Linked DNA regions of Mus musculus: all the other regions are linked to region 1. A link is a contact called in public promoter capture Hi-C data. All regions are on one chromosome and are shown on one strand. The core of a region is the stretch at or near the end of the contact, and the rest is flanking DNA. Distances in the headings are between cores, read along the strand shown. Region 1 holds the start of Scaf4 (SR-related CTD-associated factor 4). Region 2 has its middle 20 kb from the start of Gm52239. Region 3 has its middle 15 kb from the start of Gm36169. Region 4 overlaps Tiam1 (T cell lymphoma invasion and metastasis 1).

What was found. Promoter capture Hi-C pulls out the DNA fragments that hold promoters and counts their contacts.
Region 2: a promoter capture Hi-C map of liver shows a contact between it and region 1, with 4 times the contacts expected there. The contact joins the enhancer-like site here to the promoter of Scaf4 in region 1. A contact is called at or near these places in 7 of 39 promoter capture datasets (the C10 cell line, the HPC-7 cell line, hematopoietic stem and progenitor cells and 3 more), 1 of 115 datasets of contacts at active chromatin or transcription factors (craniofacial prominence) and 1 of 9 other capture datasets (adipose tissue).
Region 3: a promoter capture Hi-C map of hippocampal neurons shows a contact between it and region 1, with 2.9 times the contacts expected there. The contact joins the enhancer-like site here to the promoter of Scaf4 in region 1. A contact is called at or near these places in 11 of 39 promoter capture datasets (the 3T3-L1 cell line, 3T3-L1-derived adipocytes, the C10 cell line and 7 more) and 9 of 115 datasets of contacts at active chromatin or transcription factors (T-cell acute lymphoblastic leukemia, VIP interneurons, craniofacial prominence and 6 more).
Region 4: a promoter capture Hi-C map of the HPC-7 cell line shows a contact between it and region 1. The contact joins the enhancer-like site here to the promoter of Scaf4 in region 1. A contact is called at or near these places in 4 of 39 promoter capture datasets (the C10 cell line, the HPC-7 cell line, embryonic stem cells and 1 more), 2 of 484 Hi-C or Micro-C datasets (B cells and pre-B cells) and 2 of 9 other capture datasets (adipose tissue and liver).

Annotation. Positions count from the first base shown.
Region 1 is chr16:90,282,084-90,286,945 of GRCm38.p6, forward strand. Scaf4 (SR-related CTD-associated factor 4) reads right to left here and starts at 2,420. Exons shown (of 20, transcript NM_178923.4): 1 at 1,920-2,420. The coding sequence starts at 1,949.
Region 2 is chr16:89,771,527-89,776,388 of GRCm38.p6, forward strand. No RefSeq gene overlaps it. Among named protein-coding and RNA genes, the nearest start is that of Gm52239, 20 kb to the right of the region's middle. Within about 2 kb of position 2,480, at least 66 of the 459 cell types and tissues checked have an H3K27ac peak or open chromatin away from gene starts, as enhancers often do. A contact at or near this core is called in hippocampal neurons and liver, where this site is marked.
Region 3 is chr16:90,690,005-90,694,866 of GRCm38.p6, forward strand. No RefSeq gene overlaps it. Among named protein-coding and RNA genes, the nearest start is that of Gm36169, 15 kb to the left of the region's middle. Within about 2 kb of position 2,952, at least 56 of the 459 cell types and tissues checked have an H3K27ac peak or open chromatin away from gene starts, as enhancers often do. A contact at or near this core is called in 3T3-L1-derived adipocytes, VIP interneurons, forebrain and 1 more, where this site is marked.
Region 4 is chr16:89,887,491-89,892,352 of GRCm38.p6, forward strand. The region is part of intron 4 of Tiam1 (T cell lymphoma invasion and metastasis 1); the gene reads right to left. Among named protein-coding and RNA genes, the nearest start is that of Tiam1, 71 kb to the right of the region's middle. Within about 2 kb of position 2,796, at least 28 of the 459 cell types and tissues checked have an H3K27ac peak or open chromatin away from gene starts, as enhancers often do. A contact at or near this core is called in the HPC-7 cell line, where this site is marked.

The DNA of each region.
Region 1 (4,862 bases), core at 1,170-3,669:
TCAGTATGCCATTTAAAGGTCAAAATGCTATTTCCCCTTCTTAAAGAGCCACACACAAGTTTCATATTTCAAAGCAATCAAATGGACTGCAGTTTTAGGCTATTTTTCCTCATCCATTCAACCAGAAGCTTCAAATTTTATTATCCTTAAAAGGTTCGATGGCCTTAAGTCTTTAATCTGTTGACCACTTCCTTAGTAGTCTAAAAATCCTAATTCAGTGGAACGATTAACATTAGATACCTTCCACAATACCTTAAATAAGGAGTGAATGTTTCTGGTCTTTAAAAACACACGAAAAATTCTTGTTCATTAGACCTTCAGGTTAGCTTTCACCTCAAGAGGTGTGTCTGAAATCTTAAGACTGGCATTTGTGTAAATTCACCTCTATTCAAGAACCATTTGCCAGGCACCTGCTATGAGCACCTGCTAAGAGTGCAAGTCAACGTACAACTTGAGTAGTTAGTGAATTATCACTGACTTCTGGGATCCCACATTATTTTACTGCTTTGAAAATCATCTCTAGTCAACTCTTTTTTGTTATTGTTGTTTTTTTTTTTTTGTTCTGTTTTGTTTTTTCGACACAGGGTTTCTCTGTGCAGCCCTGGCTGTCCTGGAACTCACTTTGTAGACCAGGTTGGCCTCCAACTCAGAAATCCGCCTGCCTCTGCCTCCCAAGTGCCCGGATTAAGGCGTGCGCCACCACTGCCCAGCCTCTAGTCAACTCTTTCATCTCACTTCCCATCACCAAGTGCCAACTACGGCTGTCTGGAAAGACATGGACTCCTCAGCTGAGGAAAAGTATTTTAAGGGGGTAATTTGGACAGCAATAAATATTCTCAACTGCAGGACTAATTGGAGGGTCCCCTTCTGCAGCGCTACGAATAGAAAGAGAAGTAACAACCTAATACTATTGCGAACTGAGCCACAGAAATCTCATTGTGAGATGGAGCAAGTTCTGACACCACATCAACACGTGTCAAACTATGACATCAGATTCCTTCAGTGGTATTTGAAACGGGAAACATACCCCAACTTAATTCACAATAGTTTCCACTCTGTAACTGCGTTTTAAAGCATCAGTGGTCGTCTCCTCCTCCCACATCCATTCAGATAAATAAGATAGTATGGACTTTATGCCCCTAAGCAGCACATGGAACGATCAGAGATACAACTAGAGAGCTTTAAGGCGGCAGGCAGCTTTGTTCCCGGTTTGGGGAGGTTTTCACATGTAAATGTCCCTGAGGAAGGGAGCTGAGGATTAAGTACCCCGAGAGGGCGGTGCGAGGGTGAGCAGGTGGAGACCCAAGCAGCCTTACTAGCGGACTAAATGGGGCGTACACTTTGCTCTCCCATTCAACTTTTTAGGTGTCACGATGTACAGAAAGGGCACGTTCTAGATAGAAAGGCCAAGGGAACTACCGCTCTATGTTCATTTGTGAGCGTGTCAATCCAGGAGGTGGGAGGGCAGACACCCTCTCTAAGTCTCCGCCAACCGGGATCAGAGTCCAGCGGCCGCCGCGCAGCGCCGCGGCCTGAGCAACAGGAGAACCCAGGCGGCTGCTACGCCGGCCCCGGGACTCGCGGGAACTCCCGCCCCTGAGTCGGCCGAGCGCTCCGTTGCAGCCCCTGGCGGGATCCCGGCCCCGTAAAGCCGATAACGGGGCCGGGAGCAGCATAAGGGCCACGTTGAAGAAGCGGGAGTCGGCACAGGCCGGAAGGGGGCGAAGGGGCACTGGCGGGGGAGGGGCGCGGGGTCAGCCCCCGGCGGTGGCCGCGACCTCTCCCCGGCTCCAGGCCCGCTGCCCCGGAACCGGGGCAGGAAGCGTCCCCGCCCGGACTCGGTGCTCGAAAGCCCTCGGGCAGCGAGAGAAGCGGCCCCGGCGTGGCCCGCACCAGCCCTAACCCCAAGCACTCCTCACCTCCTGGTTGAAGGCGTTGACGGCGTCCATGTTCGCGCGCGTTGCGGCGGCGGCTGCGGCTGCTCCGGGCCCGCCGGTCACCTAGACCTGGAGCGGCGGCTGAGTAGGGCCGGGTGCCGGCAGGGCCCTTGGGCGTGGAGGGGGAGGAGGACGGGAGGCGACGAGCGGCGGAGGCCGAGCAGGAAGGGGCTGCGGCCGAGGCGGCGAGGCTGGGCCGGTCGAGCGCAGGCAGAGGCGGCGGGCCCCTGCTCAGTCCCGTGCGCCGGAGGAGGGATGGGAGGCGGCGGCAGCGCGGGGCTCCAACATGTCCGTTTGGCGGCGGCGGCTGCGCTCTGCGTCGCGCTGACACGGCCCCCCGCGCCCTCCCTCACGCACTGGCCCACACTGGCCCGGCCGGCGAGCGGGCGGGCCTCTCTGTCTCTCTCCTCTCTTTCGCCAGCAGGATGGCGGCAGCGACCCGAGTGCACGCCGCGCGAAGCACCCTGGGACAGCTCGGGCCTCCAAGCGCTTCCTGAGCCCGGCTCCGCCCCGCTCGTGCTTGGCTCCGCCCACGCCCCGCCCCTCCGCGCCCCACCGGCGCCGAGCCGCTAGCGTGTGACCGCGCGTTGTCGCGCGCTTTCCCGCCGGTTGCGGCTGCGGAGAGTTCCCGTCTTCTGGGCTCAGGATCCGGACGACGGCTCCCGGGGTGCATTGTGTCCGGGCAGGACTGCGCCCTGCTGCTGCGACAAACAAAGCGCGGAGGGTGAGCGTCTGCAGTCTCCAAGTCCCCTGCTTCGACTTGCGTGCGGACCTGGTGGACGCCCTGAGCAACTTCCGAGGACTGGGCTCCTGAACCCCTAACGCTAATCTCCCCAAACCCCGTTGGGTCGCTCTCGGCAGAAGTGTGTTCTGATTCACTTGAGTTCTCACCGCCTGCCGCGCGCTGCGACCGCTGTCTGTTGGGTGTGTGAAAAATGAAAGTTTTTCTGTAGAAACCTCACTTTTGTGGAGCATGAGTATAAAAGCTAGAAGGCCTGACTCGTACTGGAAGTTGGGGACTACTTCCCGTAGAAAAGGGCGAGCATCCTAAAAGAATTCGAGAAAGGAGGGGCCCTCTGGACCTTGCGCGCTGTGCTATCACCTCTCCTTGGAGGACAACCGGCTGGTACTTAGGGAAAGCAACTGGCCCTACCGAGACCAGATCCTAGCAGAGTTAGGATTTTGTTCTTAAGGGGGCATCATGCAGGTTGACATCCTGCAAAGTATGCATGCGGAAGAAAGTGGGGCCAGGAACAGCATGGCTTCGGGCCCTGGAGATGATGAGGCTGAAGGTATCAGGCACTGGAGGAAAGACAGAATGGTGTTCCGGAGGGAAGATGCACACTGCTTCTTGAAGGACATGAGTGCTGGGTTTGCGTCAACTTGGTAATAATTTAAGGAAGGAATGAGTTTGAGGGCGTAATGGCTAATCTTTGTCAATGCCTATGAACAGTGTCCTCATTTAAGTCAGCCTAGTTCAGTTAACCACCATGCCCAAGTTTATCTGGCTAGACGGTTATCTTTTCGGGCTCTAGCCATCTGAGCTGTCCCTGGGATAGTTAACTGAGGGCTTTTGCGATATGGGTAAAGTCCAGGAAAATGGCTGAGAGGAGGTAGATACCTGGGATTCAATACTGCACAGCTAACAGGAGCTGAAAAGTCAGACAGACAAGGAGCAGAGGTGTTTAAGAACAAGGTGTTTGGCCCAGCATGGTGGCACACGCCTTTAATCCCAGTACTGGGGAGGCAGAGGCAGGTGGATTTCTGAGTTCGAGACCAGCCAGGGCTATACAGAGAAACCCTGTCTCGGAAAAAAAAAAGAAAAAGAAAAATCTCAGCCCTAACCAAGGCTGTGGGTTCAACTCCGACAGGGTAAGGATCAGGAAATGCCTCTCCATAGGATAGCTGTGGTTAACAAGAATTAATAGTAGGGCTGGTGAGATGGCTCAGTGGGTAAGAGCACCCGACTGCTCTTCCGAAGGTCAGGAGTTCAAATCCCAGCAACCACATGGTGGCTCACAACCATCCATAACGAGATCTGACTCCCTCTTCTGGAGTGTCTGAGGACAGCTACAGTGTACTTACATATAATAAATAAATAAATAAATCTTAAAAAAAAAAAAAAGAATTAATAGTAAAGTTCAAAGTAACCATAGAGAGGACCCTGAATATATCATCCACACAGAGAAGTAATAAGACAGTCGGTGGTGGCACACACCTTAAATCCATTGCTCTGGGATTAGAGGCAGGTGGATCTCAGAGATCAAGGCCAGCCTGGTCTACAGAGCAAATTCTAGAACAGAAAAAAAACAAAACAAAACCCTCGATTAAAAGACATACATAAATAAATAAATAATACAAAATTGCTTTAATGGCTGTCTCACCCTGAGCTAACCATTACTCATTGTTTTTGTTTGTTTTGTTTTGTTTTTCGAGACAGAGTTTCTCTGTGTAGCCCTGGCTGTCCTGGAACTCACTCTGTAGACCAGGCTGGCCTCGAACTCAGAAATTCGTCTGCCTCTGCCTCCCTAGTGCTGGGATTAAAGGTGTGCGCCACCATGCCCGGCTATAGTACACTTTCTGTTCCACACTGTACCCGGTAAATACGTCTATTACATAGCAATTAAAAATTAAATCACTGCTCAGTGGTTAAGAGCACAGACTGCTCTTCCGAAGGTCCTGAGTTCAAATCCCAGCAACCACAACCATCCATAATGAGATCTGATGCCCTCTTCTGGGGTGTCTGAAGACAGCTACAGTGTACTTACATATAATAAATAAATAAATCTTTTTTTTAAAAAAGTGCTGAGGATGTCGGTTTAGTATCCAGAAACTTATCTTACACATTGGTCAGCGTGCTGAGGACAAACCCCAAACAATGCTCGGGATAGAAGGCGAAGGCAGGAAAAGAGAGATTGACAAGCA
Region 2 (4,862 bases), core at 1,230-3,729, 510 kb before region 1:
CACTGGCAGAGAGGAAGGAGGCTCGATTGAGGCCTCTATAAGATCCACCTGTAAGGCATCTTCTTAATTAGTGGTTAACAAGGAGGCCCAGCCCATTGTATAGCTGAACTGGTGCTCCCAGGTTCTATAAGAAAGCAGGCTGAGCGAGCCATGGGGAGCAAGCCAGTAAGCAGCAGTCTTGCATGGCCTCTGCATCAGCTCCTGCCTCCGGGTTCCTGCTCTGTGTGAGTTCCCGTCCTGATTTCTTTAGTGGTGAACATCAATGTGGAAGTGTAAGCCAAATAAACCCTTTCCTCCTCAACTTGCTTTTTGGTCATGGTGTTTTGTCACAGCAGTAGAAACCATAACTACAACAGTAGTTTTGCTTCACTTGCCTGCCTGCTATAGGAACCCATGCGGCCCAGGCTGGCTTTAAACTCCTCCTACCTCCATCTCCCAAGTTTTTGGATTACAACTGGGCACCACCATGTCCGGCCCTCTGGACTGTTTTTGTTGTTGTTGTTGTTGTTTTGGTTTTGGGTTTTTTTCCTCTGAGGCTACTGGAGAAGCTGTTTCTCAGCACCTAAAGTGGAAAGAGCCTAGGGCCCAGGAACTGTGAGCTCTGTAAGACCTGGTGATGGTGAATTAGAGGCCAGGAAGCTTGGCTCAACACCCTACCTAATAAGTGATGAGAGGCAGGATGGTTTGGTGATGAGATTATTGCTGCCCTGGAAATGAAATTCTGTCCCAGGTACATACCCACTCACCTGCCATGTCTACTTCAGGGAGACGCCCCCACAGGAGCCCCAAACAGACTCCAATTCACAGACTCTTAATTTACAAAGTTCCAATATCACTTGCTGAAAGTGGTGCCTATGAAGTAATAACTTCATTGGCAAGATGTCATTTGTCAAAACTAGTAACACAAATATTGTTCCTCAAAATTGTCCCACAGCGAATGAATGACATTTCTAAAGTAGGTAACTTTACTAAAACTCCTGTATTTCCACTACTCCCAGAATAGGACACACACATATGAACTCACAACACACATGAACTCACAACATACAAATTCACAACACACACACAAATGAACTCACAACACACATATGAATTCACAACACACACACAAATGAACTCACAACACACATATGAGTTCACAACACACAACACAAATTTACAACATACATATACACACAAACTCACAATACCCACATTGTAGGAAGCCAACTCTAAGATGGCGCAGGTTTCTGGTGTGCCGTTGTCATAAACAACATCAGCGCAGGTGTAAACCAGAGATTGGCGCCAACCCCTCCCGAGCAGGTGCATGCTAATTAGGCATCGACAGACTGACCAATCCCAGGAGGACACGAAGCCTTTCCCTGTGCTGGGGTGCATATAAGCAGACCTCCCTGGGTTCCCGGGGTCCCCGTAGCAGCATCAAGGTGTTCCTGCAATAAAGGCTGTTGAGAAGAATCCGACCGTGTTGTGTCTTCCTTGCCGGCCGAGGTGGGCGCGACACCACATGAACTCACAGCACACACAGGAACTCACAACACACACTCACAAATGTATGCATCCGCTGGCTGAGCTCTCTTTCCCACACCACAGGCAGCATCTTTCACGTGAGGACGCCGATTCCCATGCCCCTCATCAGCATCTTTCATGTGAGGATGCCCGCTCCCATGCGGTCCATTAGCATCCACACCGTCCTCACCAGCTTGTCAGTTCTCTCTGGCGCTTGGTGCGGTCCATACCAGAGTCACAGCTTTTCTAAATGTGACAGCACCACGGTGAACTCTGGGTCAAAACTGGAGATGCAATTCCCCAGCGTCATCCAACCTCACCTCATGCGCCCCCTACTCCGTGCCCTTTCACCAAATCATCTTAAAGGATTCCTCTGCACACGCCAGTGGAGCCCACCCCTGACGGGCACCCAGCCCCGTCCTCAGCATCACCATCCTGTTCACTTACTTCACGGATGCAGCTAATTGCTCAATCTCGGGGCATAGGTCTACGTCTCCAATCCTTGGGGCGAGTGTTAGGACTGGAAATAGAGATGAGCAGACGCTACCCTGAGAGTTCCGTCGATGCGTGTGCTGTCAATCACCAGAGACTTGCTCCTCAATACTTATTTTATGTATATGGGTGCTTTGCCTGCAGATCTGTCTGTGCACCGTGTGCATGCTGTGCTTGAAGAACCCAGAATGTACCATCGTCCTCAGAACTGGAGTGACAGTCTATTGCCAACCACCAAGCCGGTGCTGGAAAACGAACCTGGGTCCTCTGGAAGAGCGTTGAGTGCTCCTAAACCCTGAGCCGTCTTCCCAGCACCTACCCTAAAGCTGAACCCTAGACAAGCCCAACTGCGCAGGTATGTGAGCCCAGACAGACGCTTCTTTAGAGTGAGAGGGAAAAAGGGAATTGCAGCCTGGATCCTTCCAAGTTCTAAATACGATGCGGCACTTCGTGGATCCATCACGAGGGGGCACCAGAGAGGCGTCCTCGCGCACAATTTGGAGGGACCTGCCTGAAGCCAACCGGGTTATGTTGGACCAAAGCAAAGGGGCAGGGGTGGGGAGAGGCAGAACACGATCCTCTCACTCCCTCCAAAATCAGGCAAATCCATGGTTCGTCCAGTTATAGCAGCAGCAGCCAACTCGTGAGGATCCCTAAAACTTCCTTACTGCATTAAAGCAAACACCAGTGCCGAGCACTTCGCTGCCAGGGTTTCAGTTAAACGATGGATTTTCGAGGGAAATTGAATCCAACTGGCACATTACAATCAACTGCATGCCTTTAAACACAGCGACGTTCCCATCTTAACCCAAAGCAAGAGGCTCCAGGACCACCTTGGGGGCGGGGGCAGATTCCCGCCAAAGTCTGATGCTTCTTGCTCTGTTGGCTCTCTCAGCACTGGACCCTCGCTGCCTAATTGCTAAGCTAGCTTCAGTTCTTCACCGGCAGAGAAATCTAGGACTATCCTACAGATCTCCACCAGGGGGCAGGCAGGGTTCACGTAGTTGTTTGGGAGAAAGGCTTCCCACGCAGCATGCTGTTATCCATCCTACACGGATAAACCCGTAAAAGAAACACTAACTTAGCCTTCTTAGAGACTAGAAATTCCCTTTGTTGTTTGAAAGAAGCCGGGTTCGCATATAACAGGCAGGTCCTGTTATAGCCAATGGAAGCACGTTCTGGTTTGATATGCGCATTTGCTGAGCGGTATTGTATCTCTGGGTGGTCTTCCTCCATCACTGCCGGCAAAAGCCTCCATTTCTTTGTGTGTGTGTGTTTTGGTTTGGTTTTGGTTTTTCGAAACAGGGTTTCTCTGTATAGCTCTGGCTGGCCTGGAACTCACTTTGTAGACCAGGCTGGCCTCGAACTCAGAAATCCACCTGCCTCTGCTTCCCGAGTGCTGGGATTAAAGGCGTGTGCCACCATGCCCGGCTAAGCTTCCATTTCTTACGAGCCCTTTTTCTCTCCTCTCATTTGAAGATAGGGGTATTGGGCACATGCATCGACTGGATAGTTGAAGAGAGATGAATGAAAGATGAGAACAAGGAGTTTTGAAATGCATGATATGGATGCCAGAGAGAGAGAGGGAGAGAGAGCGAGAGAGAGGAAGAGAGAGAGAGGGAGAGAGAGAGAGAGGGCTCCTTTGCGTTGTCAATATCAAAATGGTCAAATGTATTGGAACCCACTTCTTCAGCAAATGCTTAGGGACTTTATTGTGAAGAACACTCAAGAAAACTATTTATAAACACTAGGAAATATGTCTCAAGGGGATGTTTTATGGCTACAGGGTAATTTGAATCTGCTGAAGAAGGATGCCTTTTTGGGTACATTCTGAAGAATGCTAAAGAATAACTAAGCAGGGTTCCCATTGTTTTAATTATTACCAATTTTTATTTAACACAAGCAAAGAGTTATTAGTTACAAATTTAGGGAGTAAAATCAGAAAACATGGTAGATGTGGTGACTCGAACATACATAATTCTGGAAGTTGAGAAGCTGGGACAGGAGGATTGCCATGAGTTCAAGGTTAACCTGGGCTTCTACGTGAGACCTCATCCTGATAGATAGAGATAGATAGATAGATAGATAGATAGATGATAGATAGATGATAGATAGATAGATAGATAGATAGATAGATAGATAGATAGATACAGAAATACAATGTGGAATTAATCAGGGAAATAACAGAATTTCTGGGAATCTATATCCTTAAAATCCTTATTCCTCCCATCTCTTTTCTAGGCTAGAAAAGGATTTTTTTTTCTTCTAGTCCACTTTAAATTCTATGCCTGGGGCTTTTGATAAATTAAACTAACAAGACAGCTTGACAAGAGTTATATATAGACATGTGTAAGTTTTTCGTGGCAGAGGAGTGTTTGTAAGGAAACAGAGACCTCAAGAAATGGCTCAGCCTGGGTGGAGAATGGAAGCCAAGGGGAAGTGTGATGAGACAGATGGGTACGAGCTAAGGCTAGCCCCCCGAGAGCATCTTGGCGATGCCCATTTCTTCAGATTCCCCTTGGCATCCCTTCCTCTTAGGGGCCTGGCTGCTTGCCTGTCAGGTATGGTGGGCTGTGCCTATAATCACAACACTCCAGAGACTGAGGCAGGGAAAACTACCATGAGTCTGAGGCCAGTCTGGGTTACCAAGGACGAGCTTGTCTCAAAAACAAACAAACACAAACTGTTCCTCTCGCCTCTGCTCTCCATCTTCTTGTGCAGGGAGAGAGCCTTTCCTGTGAGCATCTTCCGACCTGCTTCAAAGGAAAAGGGGGGAAACAAGGAGCTTTTCCTGCACCTGTTTCCAGACCCTTCCGCTTAAGATACTCAGTGTGACAAGGCATCATATTTGGGGGTAGCATGGC
Region 3 (4,862 bases), core at 1,702-4,201, 410 kb after region 1:
GTGTTGTTGGGGGTGGGCTTTGAAGTTTCAAAAGTCCACAAGGGACCTAGTCTCTGCCCACCCCCACAACACACACACACACACACACACACACACACACACACACACACGTACACGCACACGCACACGCACGCACACACGCACACACGCACCGCCCTCTGCCTTGCAGCCTGTGGATCAGGATGTAAAGTGTTCTCTCTCTCTCTCTCTCTCTCTCTCTCTCTCTCTCTCTCTCTCTCTCTGTCTCTCTCATCTCTCTCTCTCTCTCTCCTACTGCTCAGTGCCTTGCTGATCCGCTTCCCGCCATGATAATAGACTCACCCTCTCAAACTGCAAGCAAGCCCCAATTAAATGCTCTATTTTCTAAGAGTCGCTTCGGTTATGGCGTCTCTTCACAGCAATAGAACCGTAACTAAGTCGTTGGTGTTTACTGAATGTTTGCAGTGAGCCCATTCCGTTAATAACTTAACATAATGAAAATCATTTCAACCTCACTTGGAGAATGCTTCCCACGGTTTTCCTTCAAAGTTGGCCACACAGACGCACAGAAGCTGCTGTTACTTCAAGCAGCTTGTCTGATGGAGTTGTATATAAGAAAGGCATTTCAGGGCACTAAAGTGTGTGCATTAGTGCGTTTTCTAACTTTAGTTTTTCACAAATGGAGAACCAAACAAACAACCAAAAAAACAAAAAAACCACCCAAGATGCTCCTGATCATTATCCCATAATGTTAATGATATTACTGACAATATCCGACTTCCGATTAGATGGACAGTGGGAAGACTTTGTGAATGAGAGGAAAACAGCCACATCGATTCCTTAAGTGGTTGTCCAGTGGCTTCAAGGAGTCCCTGGGGACACTACTGCCTTTCACATTCATGCACTTCAATCTTTTTTTTTTTTTAAAGATTTATTTATTTATTATATGTAAGTATACTGTAGCTGTCTTCAGACACACCAGAAGAGGGAGTCAGATCTTGTTACAGATGGTTGTGAGCCACCATGTGGTTGCTGGGATTTGAACTCTGGACCTTCGGAAGAACAGTCGGGTGCTCTTACCCACTGAGCCATCTCACCAGCCCTGCACTTCAATCTTTATGATCTTTTTCTCACAGCTACAGAAAGGCTGCCACTGCCCTAACTACCGTCTTCATGTGAGAAGACAACATTTTACCAAAAAAAGAAAGGAGAAAACCTGAAAGTAAGGCTTAGCAAAATTAACATTTACATAGTGCAATGATGTTATGAATAATTCTTTTTTTTGTCAGTGAATTTTGTTCTTTCACGCTTTCATACACGTTCACTCAGTACCTCTTACCTCTTCAGCTCCCCTCTAGCCCCATCAGTGCCACACACACACACACACACACACACACACTCCTCCCTATAAATCTCTTTCTCCTAGTCACTGGTTCTGGTTTCATGTCTCACAGAGTTTAGTATGGTGGTCAGTGTGGTCCTGAGTTTGCAACTAGCCAGCAGAGCCTGGTGCACATTGGACACCATGCTTCCCCCTTTCCCAGACTGTTGGTTAATAACAGCGCAGCAGTGTGTGGCAGAGCCGTATCTTCCATTGTGAAGAGTCCCTATCTTCAATTTCTTCTTGGGGCACAGATGGAGTCCTTGGATGATAGTGTAACAGCTGCTTGCAGGCACACCCAGAGGAGTTCCTTCCGGGAACCAAGTATTAAGTGTTATTGGCTTTTTACTTTTTATCTTTTCTCATGAAAAGGGGGGAGCCAAGAACAGGGAGAAGGATATTTTACTTGAGATTAAGTTGAAATCATTTATGCAATGTTTGATTCCCAGAGACAGCTTTCCAGTTGGCCTAAAAAAAAATTCTTCAGAGGCTACATAAATAAGGTTACCTTAAATCCTTCAGAGGCTGGCTCACCCCAATAAGGTTAGATAAAAATATAAAAGCCGGGGCTGGAGAGATGGATCGACGGTTAGGAATGGTTGTGGAATATCCAGACTCTGCTCCGATTACCCACGTAGTGGCCCACAGCCACCTGTACCTCCAGCACCAGGGGATCTAATGTCGTCTTCTTTCCTCTGTGGGAACCGGGCACAAATGTGTTGCACATACGTATGTGTAGGCAAAACTAATACTCATACAGTAAAACTCATACAATAGGACTGAGTAAATCTTTGTGTTAACTTTGGTAGCACATAGACTAAAACTTGGAACCATCCAGAAAATAGCCTGTCCTCTATGCAAAGATGCTGCAAAAATCCATAGAGCATTCCATGAGAAAGAGACGGACAGACAGACAGACAGACTGTAATCATTCTCAGCCATGGACAGAACACTGAAGAACCCAGGGTTGTGGTAGGCACCCACAGTACCAAGTACTTAGCAGGCTGAGGCAGGAGCATGGCCTAAACCTCCTGGATTCAGGATAGTCTGCCCAAAACACCATCTCAAAAACAAGGGTTGGAAAGATAGCTTGACAGTTCAAACCCTGTACTTCTCTTGCAACGGATCATTGTCTGGTTCACAGCATCATGTCCGAAGACTCATGTCTGCTCATAACTTCATCTCCAGGGGCATCTGGCACCCTTGTCAGTCTTCCAGGGGTACCCCTCATTCACACATACACACCCCCACATAAACACTCACAATTAAAAATCAAAACAAAATCTCTGCATGTTAAAACACAACAAAAAAAAAGTCAAATTAGAAAGTAGAATCCCATCGCTAAGACCTTTTAAAGCTGTCCTGTGGGTTATTCATAAGACTCTCACTGTGAAAGGCTCCCAGGACAGGGCTGGCACTGCCTGGCATGTGGGAGCCACCTTGAAATAGAAATGAGATCTTTGACTGAGTCACCAGAGGCTTTTAAAATATTCTGGCCCCAAAAGAGCCACACAGAGAAAGAATACAGGCTGGGACACAGCCCAGCTGGAGTCTGCCCTCGGGGTTGGCATTTGTTGCTGCTGCTATTAGAAGAGGAAGAAGGCAGGAGCTCCAGAGAGCCCTCTGTGGAAGGGAAGCTCTGCGGGCCGGGCACAGCAGTGACATGCTGAGGGCACTTTCCTGAGGAGAAAATATTCAGTGCTTTCAAAGAGAACTACAGTGTGAGCTGACTGAAAGGGACTCTCGGGTTAGTCCCACTGTGCCTCCCGAGCCACGGACTTGGGCTTCTTTTTGACAATGCGCAAAGAAAGGAAGCCGCAGCTGGGGAAATGAACGTCTGTAACGGTGCCAGAGCTGTGGTCCAGCTGTTTGGGGACCTGTGAGAAAAAAAGAGGCCCCGGTCTGTGGGAAGCACGCAGAGATGTCTATGCCACCATGGCGAGATGTGGAGAGAAATGAGCCAGTACTGTGCCTACATGGGAATTAAATTGTCCCCCAAAATCCATCGGGTGACACCTGGTCCGCAGCGTGACGGCACTAAGAGATCTGCCCTTTGGGAGGTGATTGTGCTGAAAAATAGAGCCCTCCGAAGGCTCTGTGTCCTTGTGAGAGCCTGGAAGACTACAGTTTGACCTGCCATCATGGCGGCCACAGTAAGGCAACGTCTTCCATGAATCAGGAAGTGGGCGCACACCAGATACTGAATCTTCCACCATTTGGATATTGCACTTCCAGCCTCTAGAGCAGAGAGAAACAATTTTTGCTGTTGTTTATAAGCCCCCCAGCCTATGGTGGTGTGTCTTAATAGCAGCCCAAAAGGATTAAGACAGGGACCTTGGGCAAAGCCAAAGAATAGAAAGAGATGGTTTCACCACCTGTAACATGATGACCGCAAGGGCATATGGGTACTTGTGAGGGTTAAGTAAGACTTGAGTGTACAGTAAATGTTTGCTTCTGTCCTCTTTGCTCCAGGAACCCAATCCTGTCTGTAAGTGGTCTGTACACACTCCATATGCAAGTAGATAGGACGAAGTACCATCCGAGATGCTTGGAAATGCCATTCGTTATTAGGTTTCTTTTTTAATTGTGTAGTCAAGACAATGTGCATTATCACTTTTCAGTGAACTGCCACAACAAAGTATATTTACACCCGTCTTCCTTGGATTTATTTATTGTTCAAGTTCTTCTCGAAGCTGCTGTAATACCCAGAATTTCGAACTCTTAGTCATGGTTCAGTTCCGGATGTAGCTCGCTTGGCACAGTGCTTGCCTAGTAATTCAGTACGGTGCCCAGTACTGTACTAACTAGGCATAGTGGGACATCCTTGTAAGCCCAGCACTTAGGAGATAGAGGCAGGAAAATCAGGGGTTCAATGCCATTGTTGACTATACAGCAAGTTCCAGGCCACCTTGAGCTACATAAAACCTATTTAAAATAAACACCGGACGCCGAAGCTTTGCATGGCTCTTCTGGGAAGCTTGACATATGCCCATTAAATATTTAGACTTTTCTTTCTTTTTATTTTTTAAATGGAGGCCTGTCATGTTGCTAAAAATGTAGTCCTGTTCCTTATGCAATAATCCCTTGAAGCCACACTTAAACACTGCAGCTGTATTTGACTTTTGAATAGTCCACCGTTAGATACACGTCTAGCCAGAGCTTCATGACCCAACACTGTTGTTCTCAAAGTTCCTGCACACAGCATTTATCTGTTCACTGTTTTTATACGCAGTTTTGTGGCTCTGAAGATTAAGCATAGAGATAATTGGGTTTGGGTTTAGGTAAATAGTTTGGTATGATTGTCTTGAAAGTAAAATGTCAAATTCTTCACCACACAAAGGAAATACATTTAAACTGCAGGTAAGGTTTCAGTGGAGTCCCACCTTCCTCGAGAAAGAGAGCATCTACCTGGTTGACAGAAATACTCAAGAAAGGGGCAGAGGCCAGACACAGTAATCAGACATTCAGGGCCAGCCCCATCCATATACCAAGTCTACGGTCA
Region 4 (4,862 bases), core at 1,546-4,045, 390 kb before region 1:
TACTTTTGTGATGCAGAAGGAGGAGTTTATTTGGGCTTATGGTTGCAGAGAGATTAGATTCCCTCAAGTCCAGGAAGCAGGGCAGTAAGAGGCAGGCACAGTGGCTGAAACAGAAGCTAAGAATTTATGTCTTAAACCACAAGCAGGAAGCCAAGAGAAGGAACTTGGAATGGCCTCTATTGTTTACCCAAGGCAACATAGCTAACAGGCAGAAAGAGGGGAAGGGGTTTTCAACATCCTTCCTTTTTTGTTATTAATTTGTTTGGTCTTTATGAAACAGAGTTTCTCTGTGTAGCCCTGGCTATCCTGGAACAGAACTCACTCTATAGACCAGGTCAGCCTCAAACTCAATGATCTGCCTACCTCCACCTCCTGAGTATAGGGATTAAAGGTGTCCCCCACCATGACAGTCTTGAAATGGTCTTTTAAACTCTTAAATCTTACAGTGACAAGATTTGCTTGTTCCAAGACCACACCTCCTGAATCTCAGACAGCAACACTAACTGCAGACAAAGTATTTAAATGCCTGAGACCGTGGGGAAGAATTCGCTCAAACCACCACAGAGTGTATGAAGGAGCCAGCTAGATCCACTCTGAGAAGCCACATGGCAACAGCCTCCACCGGAGCGACTTCAGAAGACAGAAGAAAAGAGACAACTTCACACATCTCAGAAGGAACCTGAAAACCCAGACTGTTTGTCAAAAGATGTGAATACCAGGGCTCATAAAGTCCTAAGTCTGGTTAGTGGCAGATAGGAGGTTTGAACCCGTGCTGCTGAGAACCTTGCCTGCTAAGAAAGCTGTGGATCAGCGTCTGACCAGATTTTTGCCTGCGTTATTCACTCCCATCCTTCCCCACTTTGTTTAACAGGATCTCCGGTTTTCTCTGGGAAAAAGCTATATATCTATTTGTTTTAACCTGTCCAAGCCAACCGCAGAAGGGACGAGCTATACAGAGATGACAGGACACAGAGGGAAAGAGCTGGCCAGCCAGCTCTCGGCAGCCATCATTTACAGTCTACCACACGCCCACGAACCATTCATTCCTTGTCTCCACATAAGCTAAGAGTTAGGGTCTCCGTGTTCACTCACCTCTACGTCACACCTGAACATCTGCTCATGCCAGCTGAAGCTGTAACAATGGTACAGGTTGTGTGTGTTCAGCTCTGAGATGGTCACCAAACTGAGGAGACTGCTCCAGGTAGGAAACCTGTGGCAACTGATGTATGAACGTGGGCCCCAGGTCAGCTCACATACTTCTGCAGCACATGGCTTAGTGTCATGGCTGGGGAGTGTCCTTAGATCTGCCCAAGACGTTACCACCTCATCCCAGAAGTAGGTGACTGGGCTGAGCAGTGCACATTCCCCCCATGTGTGACCTAACCCATTGGGAAAGAGATGTCAGCTGCCCTGCTCCAACCTCTACTTAGTCGGGAAGCCCGGGCTCTCCTGGATGCCCTAAAGCCCGTCCTCGAGCACAGATGGTGACGGGTGGATCCAGCCAGAGACATTGTTCCATGTGCTTCTCTCTGTGACACGCATGTTCTTTTGGTCATTGTTTTTGGAAGGGCTCCTCTCGTCTTTCTCAGGCCTAGGCAGTTCAAGACCGAGAAACCCAATTCTTGCCACAAGGAGAAGCCCCTAGCAACCTCAGGGCTCATCCAAACAGCAAGCAGTAGTGAAGACTGATGCCAGGAAGTAATGGAGGCCCGATCCTCCCCGCCTAACTAAGCATCTCAGCAGCCTGACTCTTCTACCCTACTTAGTCAGGTGCTAAACTTTAAATTAAAAATTCAGAGTAGAGCTGGGGCGGGGGCGGGGGGAGCTGGCTCAGAGGTTAAAGTGCTTGTCCTGCAAGCGTGAGGATCAGAGTTCAAGACCCAGCAACCTTCATAAATGCCAAGTGGGAGAAGTGCTCACTTGGAATACCAGACACACACACCATAAATGTGCACATATGCAAAAACATGCATATTCCCACATATGTGTTCTCACTTCCATCCATATGTGTATACCATACACACACACACACACATTCTTTTGGTTCTCACCAAAGGCTCACTGGCAGGAATCCTGAGCCGGTCACACGGCAAGCAAGTCCTCAACCACAGAGCCTCTAGCTACTACACCTATGTCTACTTAAGAAAGCACTCCATGAGATCCTAAGCAACAGAAATAACCCAGGAATGGTGCCTCAGACATGCTCAGCACCCTGTACCAGCACAAAAATGTTCACTGTAATTGCCATCTTCACCACCTGAGCCCTTACTTACATGGGATAAAAGGCACGGCCTGGCCATAGCTACAAGCTTCCTGTAACAACATGGAGGGGAGCTTGACTCTTAGGAATCTGGCACAAACAAGATCTCATGAGAAAAACACGCAGGCAGATCAGCGGGAGCTTGAAAGGCTAGCGATGCTTTAAAATCATCTTTGCACTCGAAACGGCACGGCAAATAAGAAAATGCTGACATCATCCTCACTGAATTAGCAGCTATTGGGCACTGCTGATAATTATCACTACTAACTTGCTAGAAATAGGAGACGGGCTCTCTTCCCTTCCCCTCCTCACTCAAGGCAGCTGGTTGCTCCGTGGATTTCTGAGTTTCCAACAGCCATTCCTCCTCCAAGGAGCCCCCGTGGGAGTGACTCACAACTTCTCTCAATACCAACCCCTGGAACTGAGATTCTCAGTTGCTGAAAAGGGGATGCAGTACGGGGTAGTCAATGCTGGCAGCACTGCCTCAGGTAACTCCTGATTAGAGAGTGCTCCACCTCCGCCTGGCATGAGTCACCCCCAGCCCTTCCTCTGCTCCTCTCTGGATGTGTGGCCACCTCAGAGTCAGCCTTCCTCCCTCTACTTCCTATACCACCTACCCAGTCCTCTTCTTCCCTTGCTAGCTCACATCCACATCGGAAGGGGCTTCCTTCCACATTACAGGGCCACACACCATGGCCAGATAAGCTTTCCCAGAACAACAGGAAGGCTTACCAGCGCCTGCCACTCAAGACCCTGCATAAACGTCCAGTGTCCGCACTTGGGCTTTGGCTGAACTTCGATGCCCCTTCAAGAGCATGGTTCCTACAGCCCTCTCTTCTGGGAATATACATGTTCCTCGTTTTCTACAGCCACATACCTTCCCTATCCCTCCTGTGGTTGCCATGCCAACTCCTCAGCACCATCTCTGCTTGCCCTAACAGCCCTCCTGCAGCCACACTGGGCTCCTTGCCTCTCCTGGAATGTGCCAGGCAGCCTCCCATCTTACAACTCAATAGCCAGCTCTCTCCTCTCCTTCGAGCCCCAAGTCTGACCTTCCTCGAGGTCACACCCTGACCTCCCAATCTGAAGTTGCCTGCCTGCTGTATACCCCAGCTCCGGGCCACCCCAGGCCTGCTTCTATAGCACAGCGCTTACTATTGCACTTTCTTGTCTGTGCCACAAACACCCCCGTTTCACCACAACTCCCTCCACGAGCTCTGGAGTTTTTGTCAACGCATCCCGAGTGCCAAGAATAGCGCCTGGCATGGGGTAAGCTCTTCAAAAATAATTACTGAATGAACTAACGGCTGCTCATTTCCCATCCCTATCTCAAAAAAAGGAAAACATCGTGGAAAAACATGGGAGTTTGATGTAAAGGTTTAGTCACTGCCAAGCTTCCTGAGGCTCTGCTGGGGTTGCGATGGCGAAGTCTTCGCTGTAAAGCTTACGTCTGCAACTTGGAGCAGCTCTGGGCATCTTCTGGGGAGACCACCACAATTCATTTGAGTTTTTTATCTAATTTTTTAAAGAGCTTATATAAATGAAGGGGAAACTGGGTTATCTCAGGGTCCCAGCTCTCGTGCCGGTGGGTGGTCCAACATCAACTGTGCTCAGTTGAAGAATGAAAAGTGAGTCAGTTTTTGAGTTCTGCAGACTGTGTCAGACCCTTGTAGCAGGCTGGCCTCATGGCCACAACCAACAAGGCCTTATAACATCCCGGATGCTGCTCATGATTGCAGCCCTTTGCCTGGCTAGGCTATACAATCACACCTCACACATTATGGTGACGCAAATTGAACTGAGGGGCACATATGACTTTGCACAAGGTTGAACTTTCCCAACCTCTTTTAATAAAAATAAGTTGCAATCCAGGAATGGCTCTGGGATCCCTAGGATACCTTTGGGGGTGGGTCCCTGCAGGGGTGGGTCCCTGCAGCTCTTCCTCTGCCAGTGCCCTGTGCAGAGGCTGCATCCTACATAGTACAGCCAAGTGGCACCCTGTGAAGGGGTGAGAATCAGAGGGGAGACAAGGATGCCCTACAGTGGACCAGAAGTCACAGAACCAGACACACATACCAAACAGAACCTCTCATCCACACAGCCATGTGTAATTTCAGATAATAAAAAACCTAAATATAAGCTGGGCATGGTGGCACACACCTTTAATCCCAGCACTTGGGAGGCAGAGGCAGGCGGATTTCTGAGTTCGAGGCCAGCCAGGGCTACAGAGAAACCCTGTCTCGAACCCTCCCACCCACCCCCCAAAAAAAACCCCTAAATATAGAGATTTACATGAATGTGAAATGGGACTATTCTTAATTTAAGATGAATTAATGAGCATTTCTTACATTTCCATTTCAACTCCTAAAGGAATGATTATTCAAGATGCAGCTCACATGAACAAACAGAGGCTCCTTGGTGTCTACAATATTTCTGAAGTGCACAAAGTGGACTGAGGAGTGCTGCTGTCAGCCAATCCCCCAACTAACTGCCCACCTACCGCCCGCCTCCTCCAAAAAGATCTTGGCAAAAAAGTCAGACATCCTTGTTGGAAATGAAAGGGCTTGTTTTCAAAACAAGTATCTCAGGCAGAATTTACATG